Linked DNA regions of Mus musculus: region 1 is linked to region 2. Evidence: chromatin contacts called from public HiChIP or PLAC-seq data. All regions are on one chromosome and are shown on one strand. The core of a region is the stretch at or near the end of the contact, and the rest is flanking DNA. Distances in the headings are between cores, read along the strand shown.

Region 1 (6,841 bases), core at 1,434-3,933, 730 kb after region 2:
ACAACAATGTTATAAATATTTTTAAATTGCCTGCTGAGCATGCGCTGTCTCTGACTTTATTCATAGTTTTAAATACACACCAATGCAATCTTCTGAATGGCCACAGGTAAGGCTGTCGGTTTGTGGGATTCTTCTCTGAGGCACCTTCAGTGAGTCTCCTCAGTTTTCCAGAAGGGAAAGGGGCAGGAGCTGAGCTCAGACCTGGATACCCTTCTAACTATCCTAGAGAAAAAGTGAATTGCCCTCTAAGGCTTGCACACTGTACTTAGGGTAAGTACTATTCAACTTTTCTTTCCTGTATGAGTTGCCTGCCTTAACTTTCTGGCTTATTACTAGCAGAGTAAATGGGGAAATTTTTTAACTCAAGGAGGAATTTGCCTGAAACAGAAGATTTGCAGATTTAAGGGCATCTATTGTGCATAAATTTAGGGATCCGCGAATTTGCCAGTAAAATGCTAGCAGCTCAGTGCTTACAGAGCAAAGATGTGCTAGTCTGAACATGTCTGAGCTCATCTGGAATCGAAAGCTAAATCTAGGTGGGCCTGTTATAATACCCGAAAAGGAACACATGTGTCTTTTGTACAGGCTTTTTTTTTTTTTTTTTTTTTTTAAAGCCAGCCTTCCAAAGGCAAGTGACAAAAGAATTGGACTGGCCTCTTGCTCAGTTGGTCCTGTACTTTCCTCCTGCAGATACACACCCAGGTGCTCTTGCTGGTTCAGTGTGTTGTCATAGCTGCTGAGGAACAGTCTCTCCAGTCAGTAGTGGAAACACTTCCCACTTCCAGAAAGCTTTATCTCCACTCTCGATGTGATGTTGTCTCATGTAGGCATCTTCTGAGGTCTGCACTGTTGTTCGTAAGCTTCACAGTTCTCATTGCTCCTGCTCGAGTGCAGTTCGTCATTAGCTCTCTGTTATAGTCATGGTAGAGATTTGGTTTTCATTTTGGGAGGCCTTTTTAACTATTCAAACAAGTTACCCTCGAGGATGAAATTTCTCATACTTGTGACTCGGAAGTGAACTTGTCTTGAAAAGATTTGTAAAACAAATCTAATTAGCTGTTTGGATTTTGTTGTTGTTTTGTTTTGTTTTGTTTTTGTATTTTAAGTTCATGAATTTTAAACATTATAATAAATGTGACTGATCGGTTTTTAACAGAATATATTTTGCTATGCAGTGATTTTCTAATTCTGTCTTCTTTGTGTGCTTTAAGATCAAATTTGAAAATTCAGCGTGTTAAAAAAGAAATATTAAGAAGCCTATAGGTAGCCTATTGATATTTGCAATACCCACTTTGAAGTAATTCAGAGTTTTAACTTTCTTTCAACCTACTACCTTTTATTGCCAATCGGTATAACTTTATGCAGGTGTGTGTGTGTGTGTGTCTGTGTGTGTCTGTATATAGTTATAGATAAACATATTAATGCATACTTACATATACAATAAAAGATACACAAAGACACTTAATATTTATGTTAATTATATTTTTATATAAAAGAAAAAGAATCCGCGAACTTTTATCATTTTTCTGTAATTTTAAAATCCTATAAACTGTTAGTTCTGATTATTATATGTTTATAAACATATATTTATATCCTTATAAGTTACCTTAATTTATATTTCATAGGTTTTACACACTCCTCCATTTTATGCAGATATATTAATGTTGAAGTTTATTCAAATACCACTTGCTGTGTTCCGTATCTGTTAGTGTGTTAACAAGTGGTTTGGTTTTTTGTTTGTTTTTTTCTTTAATTTTGATTTATTCTTCTCTAAGCTAGACAGAGTATATGTTTCTCTATGTCACTGATATTCTGAGAAAGAAACTTGTAAAACTGTGATCTCCTGGAAAGCTTTCAAGTGAACAGGACATCTATATGCTCTTTAGCTTGCTTCTCCTGGATCCATTTGTCCATGCTGTGCCATCAGCAACCCTGAGAAAAACGGCGCTAGTAAGGATGGCACAATGAGTTTTCTGATCATAGACCTAGGAAGGACCAAAGAAAATTGTGGCATATGGAGGAACATGCCAAGACCTTCTCCAATAAAATCAGCTGCTTTATGCTGGTGGGTTGGATTTTTTGTTGTTGTTGGTTTTTGGGAGGTTTTTTTTTTTTTTTTGGTTTTTTTTTTTTTTTTATTTCCTTTGAATTTTTGTTTGTGACTTTTTTGGCTTGCTGGAGCATTTCCCTATAATCTTAGGAAGCCACAGCAAATTTTCAATGCCACAGCAACACTGTGCAGCCAAGGAGGGGCCCAGAGAGCTGATCCTGGGGGCTGGAGCCTTTCAGCAATCATACAAGGTAGGGGGTAAGGAAGCTATCCTTTTCTCTGAATTTTCCTGGTTTATTCAGTCTGCCAGGGACAGGGATTTTCTTCGCGTATCTTTCCTTCACTTACTTGAGGCTCTCCCTTCAATGCCAATGGCTTTCTATTGCTTCTGAGAGATGGTTCACATGGCAGAGCACCCGCTTCTGTTCTATATTGAAACATGGAAAGCTTTGAAAACTGGGAAGGACAAAGGAAAGGGGTCTTAGGGCATCTGGGAAATATCAAAAAGAGCATTAGGCTCACAGCTAGTTTTTGCCGGTCATGTCTGTAACTTCTCTGTTCTCTACAGGGCTTCTCAGTGTTAGAGTACTGAAGGGGATAACTCTAGGGTGCCAGCGAGGATCTAACTGATTCAGTAGATGGAGCTCTTCGCCCTAAGTCTGGATTTAAATTAAAGTCCCACTGCAGTTGCTGGGACTCTCTGTATTAAGGTGTGTCATGATACACACATAAAACCAAAGCTTGTGTAGCTGCAGGAAGAGATTTCCTGGCACTTTTTAAAGGCATGAAGCATGTGTTCCGAAACACAAAACTGCAGGGGAGCAGTAAAGATAGATAGGGTAGGAAGTGAAGTTTACCTATCTAAACTTCTCCCTGTGGGTTTGAATACTCCTAAGTGTGAAGTAAAACCCAGTTACCATACAAGGGACTGGTACTTTATAGACTGGTACTCCAAACCTAGAAAAACAGATAATGTGTACAGGTTTGGCTGTGTTTGTGACAAGCCTTTCAAGCTGTTTGAACTGTACGGCTCTCCTTTTATTTGACTCCGAAAAGGAATCTTAATGCTGAAATGCAGTTGTTTCATCTAGTTAGTCTAGAGAATCTGACGAATTGTGACAGTACTGTGGACAGCACAGCAGATTTGTAAGGTGCCTTTATAGGAGCAGAAATACCCAACAGTGACCGAAAATGGATCTCTAGTGTCTGCTGTAATATAGAAAAAAACCCACTTATTTATCAATTTTTAAATTAATCAAAATGAGTAATTGCCATAGCATTCTTGTCACTTTGTATTATCTTCAGTACCAATACTAAGTTTGATCATTGTCCCTCCTTGGTGCCAGGAAGGAAGGTAGATGTATGCAAGATGGAATAAATTATCTTCCTTGATCTAATGTCTTCTCACAGATTAGAGGTGTTATTGAGAATCTCTTGTTAAATCTTGATAAGATCATTTGGCCAAAACAGAACTGGCAATGGCCTTACTACCAAAATAAAAAGCATTTTTAAGGCCTTGGATTTCCTTTGCACACCACGTGTCTGAGTTTGATACAGTCCAGGAAAATAGAGAGGATGAGAGAAAATTATTCCTAAGCAGCCGCCGTAGGCCAAACACTGAAACAGTGCCAGCCCGGACCAATCAGGGGGGCTTCTTAGGAGATGTGTGCTTTGCTGAGCTCTTCTGTGAAGAGAAGAGGGAGGAAGCCCTTGAAACTGCATTAGGATGAATGAGTCTTCACTAATTTCAGCAAAGTCCATGGCAGTGAATTTGATAACTTCTTCCTTCTGTAGACATCTGAGGTTCCCAGGCCAGCAGAGACTCCCTTGTCATCGCACTGACACATCTTTTGAACAAAAGTATCTTTCTGAGTTTAAACAAGTGAAAAACTTCTCATAGAGAGCAAAGAGTAAAATTAATGGAAACTCAAAATCAATTCCAACCCCATTTCTGGCATGATGAGAGTAACATTTGTGCTGTGTTTAAAGCAGTTTAACACAAGAAAATGATAAAGTGATCAATATACTTAAAGCCAAAATTAACCAGGAGAGAACAATCTGCAATCCGTTCCCAGCCCGAAACTCTACACTTTAGATTAAACACGAAATAAATGAGTATATATTTTACAGAGTGGTACTATAAGCCTTATAACATAAACAGCAATGCTGAGATGCCAGCTAGCCAGTGTATTATTTAAGCTATGTTTTCAGAGCTTGGGATAAACATTTCTGGAGCTAAAGAATTGTGCATTTATTTATCCGCATGCACATACTATGACCATAAAAAGAACAAAAGTTAAAAGGTATGTGCATTGTCAGTAGAGTACATTGCCACTCTACAGCCTTCATACTATAAAAGAAAACAACAACAACAACAAAAACCAGGCTCTAAGTAAAGCAAAAGAGTGTTTTAGGCTACGTCAGCAAGTCAATGAATGGTCAGTGTGGATCAGATTTAATTTTTTTTAAATACTTAAATGCTTTTTAATTCATTAAAGTCAATAAATATATAGGTGCATATTGTACATATTTTATATCTATTATTTTAATAAATTAATCTGAAGGACTAAGTTAACAATAAATTCTGAACCTGTGGATTCAAGATCAATGAAATGCCACTATCTGGATTTATAAAATTCTTGCTAGTCTTCAGATTTTGTTCCCAATTAGCAATCTTTTATTACTGTATCAGAGTCATTTGGCTGACAGGTTATTTATTGATCATGTAAAATGACACATGTAGTTGAAACTTAGCTGACGAAATAAAGACAACTACGTGCAAACACGTTTACTATGTTGACTAAGGTGCAGTAGGAATGATGATGATTCTAACAAGCACCATGACGAATGTAACTACAGTGAAGCATGGGTGATTACATCCATCAGACTGAACTCCATGAGCAAGGTCAAGAGGGAGACGGGAGCTGGGACGAAGTGGGGACTAATCATTACTTATTGCAGACGTTTGAAGCTTGGGGCCGGGTACAGAATTAATAGATATGGAAAAGAAGAGTCAATCAATTTCAAAGATGGGTAAAGAGGCAGTATTTTTCCTATAGGGTGTAATCAAGGACAGAATTCAGCTCTTCCAGGGAATTACAGTAACATCGTAAGCGTTGGTTGACCAGTGTGATAATGGTTGTAAAGAGCTGTTGTGCACATCTGCTTAAACAGTGCAACTGCTAGAACAGGTTGTTGTGCTTTAAATATCCACAAAGCAAATGTCAGCATCATAGACTCAGAATCATTGTATCTCAAAGAATGGAGAAACCCAAGGTATCTCAGTGAAAGAATGTTGGAAAGATGTAAGACCATGTAAATTTAATACCTATGTGTATGTGCATGTGTATGTACACATATGTGTGTGTGGTTTGTATTTGGAAAACAGAATTGCAACCGGAAATCTTAAGACAGAGGAAGTGGAGCTGCATTGATTTATCTGGACCGGGGCTGCTATACCCTGGTTCCTGGGAAGCATAGGTTCTAAAGAGGGAAGAGCTGCAGGTTCCACGGAGAAGCTAACAGAGTGATTGTATCTGGAATTAAACCATTAACTATTCCAATCAGAAAACTTACACAGGGCACAATGGAAGATTGTTCTCAGAATGAGAAAGGTAAAAGTGAGATGTGAAGGGAAGTTCCCTGACCACTGTGCCCTCCTGCCCCAGATGAACCTGCAGAGCTAGACAGGGCCAGTACTCCAGGTGTAAGTGAAGAGGAGAGCAAAGGCACATAGCCTTCGGCTTCCTGACTTGGGACCAATAACCTCCCCATAAATGTGGCAGGGGCAGAGGTACCCTCTGTCTTCTGGAAGATATTAAAAAGTACCAGGCATATCCTAGGGGCTCACTGAAGTTTACACTACTCCCCTGATCCCACCAAAAACAAGAAAAGAAGAAGGCGGGGAGGAAAGAACTTTGTAGTCACAACTTTCTTTTCAAAAGAAGTCAATCTTCCTCCCTAGGATTCTGCTGTGCACCTCATGCATTTGCCTCCCAGACTCTCTAACCAGGCAGTGCTGACGCACCGAGCTGATGCCCAGTACAGGCTGGGCTCTCCTTATCTCCTCAGCATTCCCCACCTCTTCTCATCTCTTTCTCCAAAGAGTCGCAGACAGGAACTCCTCCTTCCTTAATGTCTATGGTACTTTGTATATTTTAGTGACTCTTGACATATTCTATTTCATAGACTAGTTGCTGGTTTTTGTGTAAAGTAAAAAACGATTCTGTATAATTTGGGGTAATGTATATACTTTTATTGGGCCTCATTTTCCATCTTTGTAAACAGGAAGATAGTGGCAGCTTGCTTGGGTAGTATAACGAGCCTAGGAAATGTCATCTATAATGTGTCTAGCACACAGTTACCACTCAATATCAGTTTCATTACTACTGTAACTAATACTCTCCCACTTCTAGGGTTTTCCCTACTAATATAATCCTTAAAGCCATAAATTAGTTTGTTATCTCATTGATCAGTGTACACTATGATTTTTACATAATAGGATCTGGATAAAAGTGTATAGACTCTCCTTCTACAAGCCTATATTCCATCTGTTCTTCCCTCCCTACCCTAAATTTTCTCAGGAGCTTTAGCCAGTGGTGGTCATGGCCAGTACCAGCTCCAAGTACACCGTAAAAGGTGTCAGTGTTATCTCTGTGGACTTTCAGCGCCATGTTATGTTTCGGGTTCCCCATAGACCTTCAGCCACTAGCAGTGGCTCTTTGTAGCATCTCCACAGTGTCTGCTTGTATTCCTGGTTATGTGATTAATGAGCTTGTTATAGCTCTGTCT
Region 2 (6,954 bases), core at 3,039-5,538:
TATGGTCAATTTTGGAGAAGGTCCCGTGAGGTGCTGAGAAGAAGGTATATCCTTTTGTTTTAGGATAAAATGTTCTGTAGATATCTGTCAGGTCCATTTGTTTCATAACTTCTGTTAGTTTCACTGTGTCCCTGTTTAGTTTCTGTTTCCACGATCTGTCCTTTGAAGAAAGTGGTGTGTTGAAGTCTCCCACTATTATTGTGTGAGGTGCAATGTATGCTTTGAGCTTTACTAAAGTGTCTCTAATGAATGTGGCTGCCCTTGCATTTGGTGCGTAGATATTCAGAATTGAGAGTTCCTCTTGGAGGATTTTACCTTTGATGAGTATGAAGTGTCCCTCCTTGTCTTTTTTGATAACTTTGGGTTGGAAGTCGATTTTATCCGATATTAAAATGGCTACTCCAGCTTGTTTCTTCAGTCCATTTGCTTGGAAAATTGTTTTCCAGCCTTTCACTCTGAGGTAGTGTCTGTCTTTTTCCCTGAGATGGGTTTCCTGTAAGCAGCAGAATGTTGGGTCCTGTTTGTGTAGCCAGTCTGTTAGTCTATGTCTTTTTATTGGGGAATTGAGTCCATTGATATTAAGAGATATTAAGGAAAAGTAATTGTTGCTCCCTTTTATTTTTGTTGTTAGAGTTGGCATTCTGTTCTTGTGGCTGTCTTCCTTTTGGTTTGTTGAATGATTACTTTCTTGGTTGTTCTAGGGCGTGATTTCCGTCCTTGTATTGCTTCTTTTCTGTTATTATCCTTTGAAGGGCTGGATTCGTGGAAAGATATTGTGTGAACTTGGTTTTGTCGTGGAATACTTTGGTTTCTCCATCTATGGTAATTGAGAGTTTGGCCGGGTATAGTAGCCTGGGCTGGCATTTGTGTTCTCTTAGTGTCTGTATAATATCTGTCCAGGCTCTTCTGGCTTTCATAGTCTCTGGTGAAAAGTCTGGTGTAATTCTGATAGGCCTTCCTTTATATGTTACTTGACCTTTCTCCCTTACTGCTTTTAATATTCTATCTTTATTTAGTGCATTTGTTGTTCTGATTATTATGTGTCGGGAGGAATTTCTTTTCTGGTCCAGTCTATTTGGAGTTTTGTATGCTTCTTGTATGATCATGGGCATCTCTTTTTTTATGTTTGGGAAGTTTTCTTCTATTATTTTGTTGAAGATATTAGCTGGCCCTTTAAGTTGAAAATCTTCATTCTCATCAATTCCTATTATCCGTAGGTTTGGTCTTCTCATTGTGTCCTGGATTACCTGGATGTTTTGAGTTAGGATCCTTTTGCATTTTGTATTTTCTTTGACTGTTGTGTCGATGTTCTCTATGGAATCTTCTGCACCTGAGATTCTCTCTTCCATTTCTTGTATTCTGTTGCTGATGCTCGCATCTATGGTTCCAGATCTCTTTCCTAGGGTTTCTATCTCCAGCGTTGCCTCGCTTTGGGTTTTCTTTATTGTGTCTACTTCCCCTTTTAGTTCTAGTATGGTTTTGTTCATTTCCATCACCTGTTTGGCTGTGTTTTCCTGCTTTTCTTTAAGAGCCTGTAACTCTTTAGCAGTGCTCTCCTGTAAATCTTTAAGTGACTTATGAAAGTCCTTCTTGATGTCCTCTATCATCATCATGAGAAATGTTTTTAAATCTGGGTCTAGATTTTCGGTTGTGTTGCGGTGCCCAGGACTAGGTGGGGTGGGAGTGCTGCGTTCTGATGATGGTGAGTGGTCTTGATTTCTGTTAGTAGGATTCTTACGTTTGCCTTTCGCCATCTGGTAATCTCTGAAGCTAGCTGTTTTAGTTGTCACTGTTAAGAGCTTGTTCTTCAGGTGACTCTGTTAGCCTCTATGAGCAGACCTGGAGGGTAGCACTCTCCTTAGTTTCAGTGGGCAGAGTATTCTCTGCAGGCAAGCTCTCTTCTTGCAAAGCAGGTACCCAGATATCTGGTGTTCGAACCAGACTCCTGGCAGAAGTTGTGTTCCACTCACTAGAGGTCTTAGGATCACGTGTGGAATCCTCTGTGGGCCCTTGCGGGTGTCAGGCGACTCAGCTGGCAAGGTAGCCGGGGCTCGAGTGGAGTGGAAGGGGTTTGTGCCCCAGATCAAGCCCGGGTAGCCTGCTTCCCTATGTACTGCAGTCTCAAGTTCCACGCGATTGGATTGGGGTAGGCGCTGTGTTCCACTCACCAGAGGTCTTAGGGTCCCGTGGGAAGTCCCGTGTGGGCCCTTGCGGGTGTTGGGCAAGACTCTGCTGTCAAGGTAGCCCGGGGCTCGAGTCTCGAGTCGAGCGGAAGGGACTTGTGCCCCAGATCAGGCCCGGGTAGCCTGCTTCCCTATGTACCGCAGTCTCAAGTTCCGCGCGATTGGATTGGGGCAGGCACTGTGATCCACTCACCAGAGGTCTTAGGGTCCCGTGGGGAGTCCCGTGTGGACCCTTGCGGGTGTTGGGCAAGACTCTGCTGGCAAGGTAGCCCGGGGCTCGAGTCACGAGTCGAGCGGAAGGGACTTGTGCCCCAGATCAGGCCCGGGTAGCCTGCTTCCCTATGTACCGCAGTCTCAAGTTCCGCGCGATTGGATTGGGGCAGGCACTGTGATCCACTCACCAGCGGTCTTAGGGTCCCGTGGGGAGTCCCGTGTGGACCCTTGCGGGTGTTGGGCAAGACTCTGCTGGCAAGGTAGCCCGGGGCTCGAGTCTCGTAGACTCAACTCTTGAAAGAGGAGTCAATAGCAGATACCAGGTCCAATAGTTTGCACCAGATCACTGCGCCTCCACCCAGGGTCCAAGGTGATCCTCCTTGTTTTGATCAGGGTGCTTGGGGTGGAGGACAATTTCTGCTTCTAATGTAATTGGGAGAGAAATGAGGGATGGGTCCAAAAATAACTACAAGAGAGGAATCTATCCTCAGTGCCCTCCAATAATTCCTATCTGGCTATCTAGCATTACCCTCTCAAAAGTTAAGGCTCAGGAATCATTTAAGAGATGGGTTATACTGGGGAGTAGATGTAGCTATTTCCACTATTGAAATCCGGAGACCCAGCTCCAAAATTACTCACCAGAAGGGACTAGCGCCAATACTGGGGTTTGGCCTTACTCAGTAAAGCTTCCAGGCAGGAGTGATGCATTGCGGAGAAGAGAGAGATAACAAGAAACCAGAGATTCCTTCTGGCATTCCTGGCCTCTAGCCAGCATAAGAGGACAAATCTAGCTTCTGGCTGAGGACAAGAATGGAGATACTGCCTTCAGGGTCCCACTCCCTAAAATTCCCTATCTCCCATTCTTATCACTCTTGCAATGATCTACTGGTCTAAGTTTATTATGTTTCCTGAGAACCTAGGAAAACACATTGTAAATAACTAGGAAGAAAACTAATTCCACATATATCTTATAATATGCATAGGCCAAAGTTTTCCTCATTGTGAAATAAGGCAGTTAGATTAAATGACCTCCAAGACCTTGTCCAGGGAGGGTTGCCCAGCTGTACCAGCTCGCCTGATATTGTCCTCATTTTACAACCACAGTGTTTACATCCTGGAGAGATTTTTCAGACCTTACCATCCCAAGATAGGATGGTTTATATTAAATTTCAAATTCTGGGACAAATGGCTGAAGTGCCTATTTAACATATCAAAGCAAATGTGGCATCCATGTTCTCCCAGCGTTCTTCAGCCCCTACCTGCTACAAGTTCTTCCTCGTTTGCATCTCTGCCCCCTACCCTGAACTCTCTAGCCCAGGGGGCTGGATTGCTCCCCCCTATATGATCCAGCCATTTTGGTTACCCACACTTTTTGTATCTTTGCCCTATAGGTTGCTGCAACTGGTTCCCTCTCTCTCCTCTCCCTTCTCCTCCCTCCCATACTCCGATGGCTCAGGGTCATGTCCACTCGGGATTCTCCCAGATGTCTCTGAGTCTGGCTAAGCTCCCCCTTTCATCTACAATGACATCCCTCCTCCCCCATATCGAGGAGCAGTTCTGTCTTTTCCTTTTTATTTCTTTTTTTTTTTTTTTTTTCTAAAAAGGAAAGTCTAAAGCATCACTTGATGAACACATTTGAAATCACTGTTTGGTTTAAGTAGAAGTGGTTTCCAAACCCTGATGCTTAATTTCAAAAGAAATGAAAATATTTTTTGTCTTATTTCTCAAATGAGCTTGAAATTTTATATATTGTAGCGTTTACGTGACTAGTGCTGAAAGAGTTAAAAGTCGGAGGTTTTTTTTTTATCGCCCTCTGTGAAGTCCCTGGATAGGATCTACTTCTGACCTCAGCTGTGGCATGTGACAAGTGCTTTGTAGCTTCACATCACAGCTGCATGAGGTCACTGGCAATCCTTTCAGGAGCTGATCCCGCAGCCTCATTTCCTTGACAGAGTAAAGCATTTTACTAGATCTAAGATTAGGCGTATTTGTAACTGGTACGCAAATTATCAGTTATTATTTGGTATTCACGTTACTGCCATGGTTTCTGTGATTCATCCAATGCAGTCTGTGTAAAAAGCAATGACCTCATTCTTTGCTGGATCTAAAATCAGTCATGGTCACTAAAGCCCCTTGTTCTACACAAAAGAAAGAAATCAGATGACCTTTGCTCTGACCCTTGACTTGATATTTACAAAAGCTAATTATGGGGAGGGCCAACTCTCTTTTATCATTCAAGGACATTTGGCTAAGGTCTACTCCTTAAATAAAAAACAAAATGTCATTCAGAGGGCTATTTAAGGCTGTATACAGTATAAGGAAATCTACTCTGATGTTAATTTGGCGTTTTTGGCCATCAACATTGATTTTCTCAAAGTCAATCACGTAAAACATGGGAGGGGTTATATGTCTCTCATTAAAATCAAAGTGGCTCACTAACAAAAGGGAGTTGGTTATCTGGAGGTCTGGCAGTTGGAGGTCAGAGAGACACGTGGTCTGATAGCTTCAGCTAAACCTCTCTCAGTTTTCACTACCACGCCCCTGCCCCTGCTTCTGCTGGAAAAGAACTACCAGGCACTATGCATTGCTTTAACTCTAAGGGCTCTAAGGGTTACTTGGTTGATAAGGAGACCACCCCTAAAACAGAAGGCAGCCACTAATCCCCAGTGGGATTATTTAGTTACCTTTATTATAATAACAATGCTTACAAATACAGGTTTAAGGTAAACAAACATTCAGAAGAAAGAAAAAGAAAGAAAGCATCAGATAGTTAGAACAATGGGAGACACACAGTCCTTTTTTTCCCGGGGCTTCCCCTTGGCTGGCCTTTTCTTTGGGGAAAAGTAGAAGTCTGAATTCTTTTGTTCATTTCAGCCACCGCCCTTTTGCAATCTGAGTCTGAGCAAGGCTGCCACGCCCAGGAAAGGGACAAAGGCAGAGAAAGGGGATCTCTGGGCACTGACACAGCTCCACTTACTTAAACAGGACTCATTTGTTGGTCTCAGTAACATAGCTGTACACATCAGTTACCATCTCTATAAACAAACAATTAAAACAGGGGCATAAAATATATGCATGCTCTGAAATTCTATCTGATTAAAGTATTCTTTTCCTAGAAAGACAGGCAGCCAGAGTTCTACTCGTTTCAGAAAAAGGATGAATGCTGCCCCCTCTTGACTAAGTGCTGGATACGCTGAACAGCCATAAACTCTAATGGCTAGCCAGTGGGAATAAAGATCCTACTTTTGTACAGAGAATTTTAATGAAATCTTAGAAGCTGGAAGGTTAGAGGAAGCTCAAAGTTTATCTCAATGGGACTTTTATAGGTTTCTGGGAGATGGGTCATGCTTTATCGATGCGCCTGCATCTTCTCAGCTGTTTCTGTTTTGTAGATTCTTAATTTTGCCTGGAATAATCATTTGAGTTTAGTGCTCTGTTTCCCCGATAAGACTGATAGACTCCTTGAGAATATGAGCCACTGCCACCCCTCCTCCTCCTCCTCCTCCTCCTCCTCCTCCTCCTTTACTTGCCTTCATAACTATCAGAATACCTTCAAAGATTCATGCATAGTGGGTATTCAACAATACATAAGCAATCTCTAGCTGGCGTCACTATAGTTTATGGCTATGAACAATTGGTTCTCTCTGAACTCATAAATTCAGCTTGGGTTTCAAGTCAAGAAATTTTGTTTTGTTTTGTTTTATGTTTTGTTTTGTTTTTGTTTTTTGTTTTGGTTCTCGAGACAGGGTTTCTCTGTGTAGCCTTGGCTGTCCTGGAACTCACTTTGTAGACCAGGCTGGGATTAATGAGATGAGATTAACTCAGAAATCTGCCTGCCGCTGCCTCCCAAGTGCTGGGATTAAAGGCGTGAGCCAATGTCAAGAAATTCAAATAAGTGCTGTCATTCCTTAATCTTAGAATCATTTAAACTTGGAAGCATACTCGGTTTGCTTATAGGCACCAAGCACTAAAATACATGTTATAGACAAAAAAATACTTTTAAAAATAAAAATTAGGCCAGGCGTGGTGGCGCACGCCTTTAATCCCAGCACTCAGGAGGCAGAGGCAGGCGGATTTCTGAGTTCGAGGCCAGCCTGGTCTACAAAGTGAGCTCCAGGACAGCCAGGGCTATACAGAGAAACCCTGTCTTGAAAAACCAAAATAAATAAATAAAATAAATAAATAAATAAATAAATAAATAAAAATTAAAAAGTACAGGAAAAAAAAACCCTAGTCATGTTACACACAGGTGTAATGTTGAATGTAAGAAAACTGACTTAAGACAAAAAACAAACCACACACACACACACACACACACACACACACACACACACACACACCTGCATGCTGCATGCTCCCTTGCTCTAGAGCCTCCAAACAGTGAAGTAACACACACACAGTGCTAGGAGCCTCTTTGGAAGAGCACTGGCTAGAAGGGAGCACACAAATTGCTTCTAGAATGTTACTAACATTTTTGATATTATTACTATTGAATCAGAGGCACAGCCGCATCCACTATGAGGCATCTCATTAAGCTCTATGCTTATGATATGTGCAC

The links. HiChIP or PLAC-seq counts read pairs in DNA pulled down with a chosen protein or histone mark.
Region 1: a contact with region 2 is called in an H3K4me3 HiChIP or PLAC-seq map of forebrain, with 4 times the contacts expected there. The contact joins two enhancer-like sites. A contact is called at or near these places in 5 of 115 datasets of contacts at active chromatin or transcription factors (cardiomyocytes, embryonic forebrain, forebrain and 2 more) and 1 of 9 other capture datasets (embryonic tail).

Annotation. Positions count from the first base shown.
Region 1 is chr16:43,508,053-43,514,893 of GRCm38.p6, forward strand. The region is part of intron 5 of Zbtb20 (zinc finger and BTB domain containing 20); the gene reads left to right. Among named protein-coding and RNA genes, the nearest start is that of Gm15713, 91 kb to the left of the region's middle. Within about 2 kb of position 2,684, at least 37 of the 459 cell types and tissues checked have an H3K27ac peak or open chromatin away from gene starts, as enhancers often do. A contact at or near this core is called in embryonic forebrain and forebrain, where this site is marked.
Region 2 is chr16:42,777,048-42,784,001 of GRCm38.p6, forward strand. The region is part of intron 1 of 4932412D23Rik (RIKEN cDNA 4932412D23 gene); the gene reads right to left. Among named protein-coding and RNA genes, the nearest start is that of 4932412D23Rik, 95 kb to the right of the region's middle. Within about 2 kb of position 4,289, at least 137 of the 459 cell types and tissues checked have an H3K27ac peak or open chromatin away from gene starts, as enhancers often do. A contact at or near this core is called in embryonic forebrain and forebrain, where this site is marked.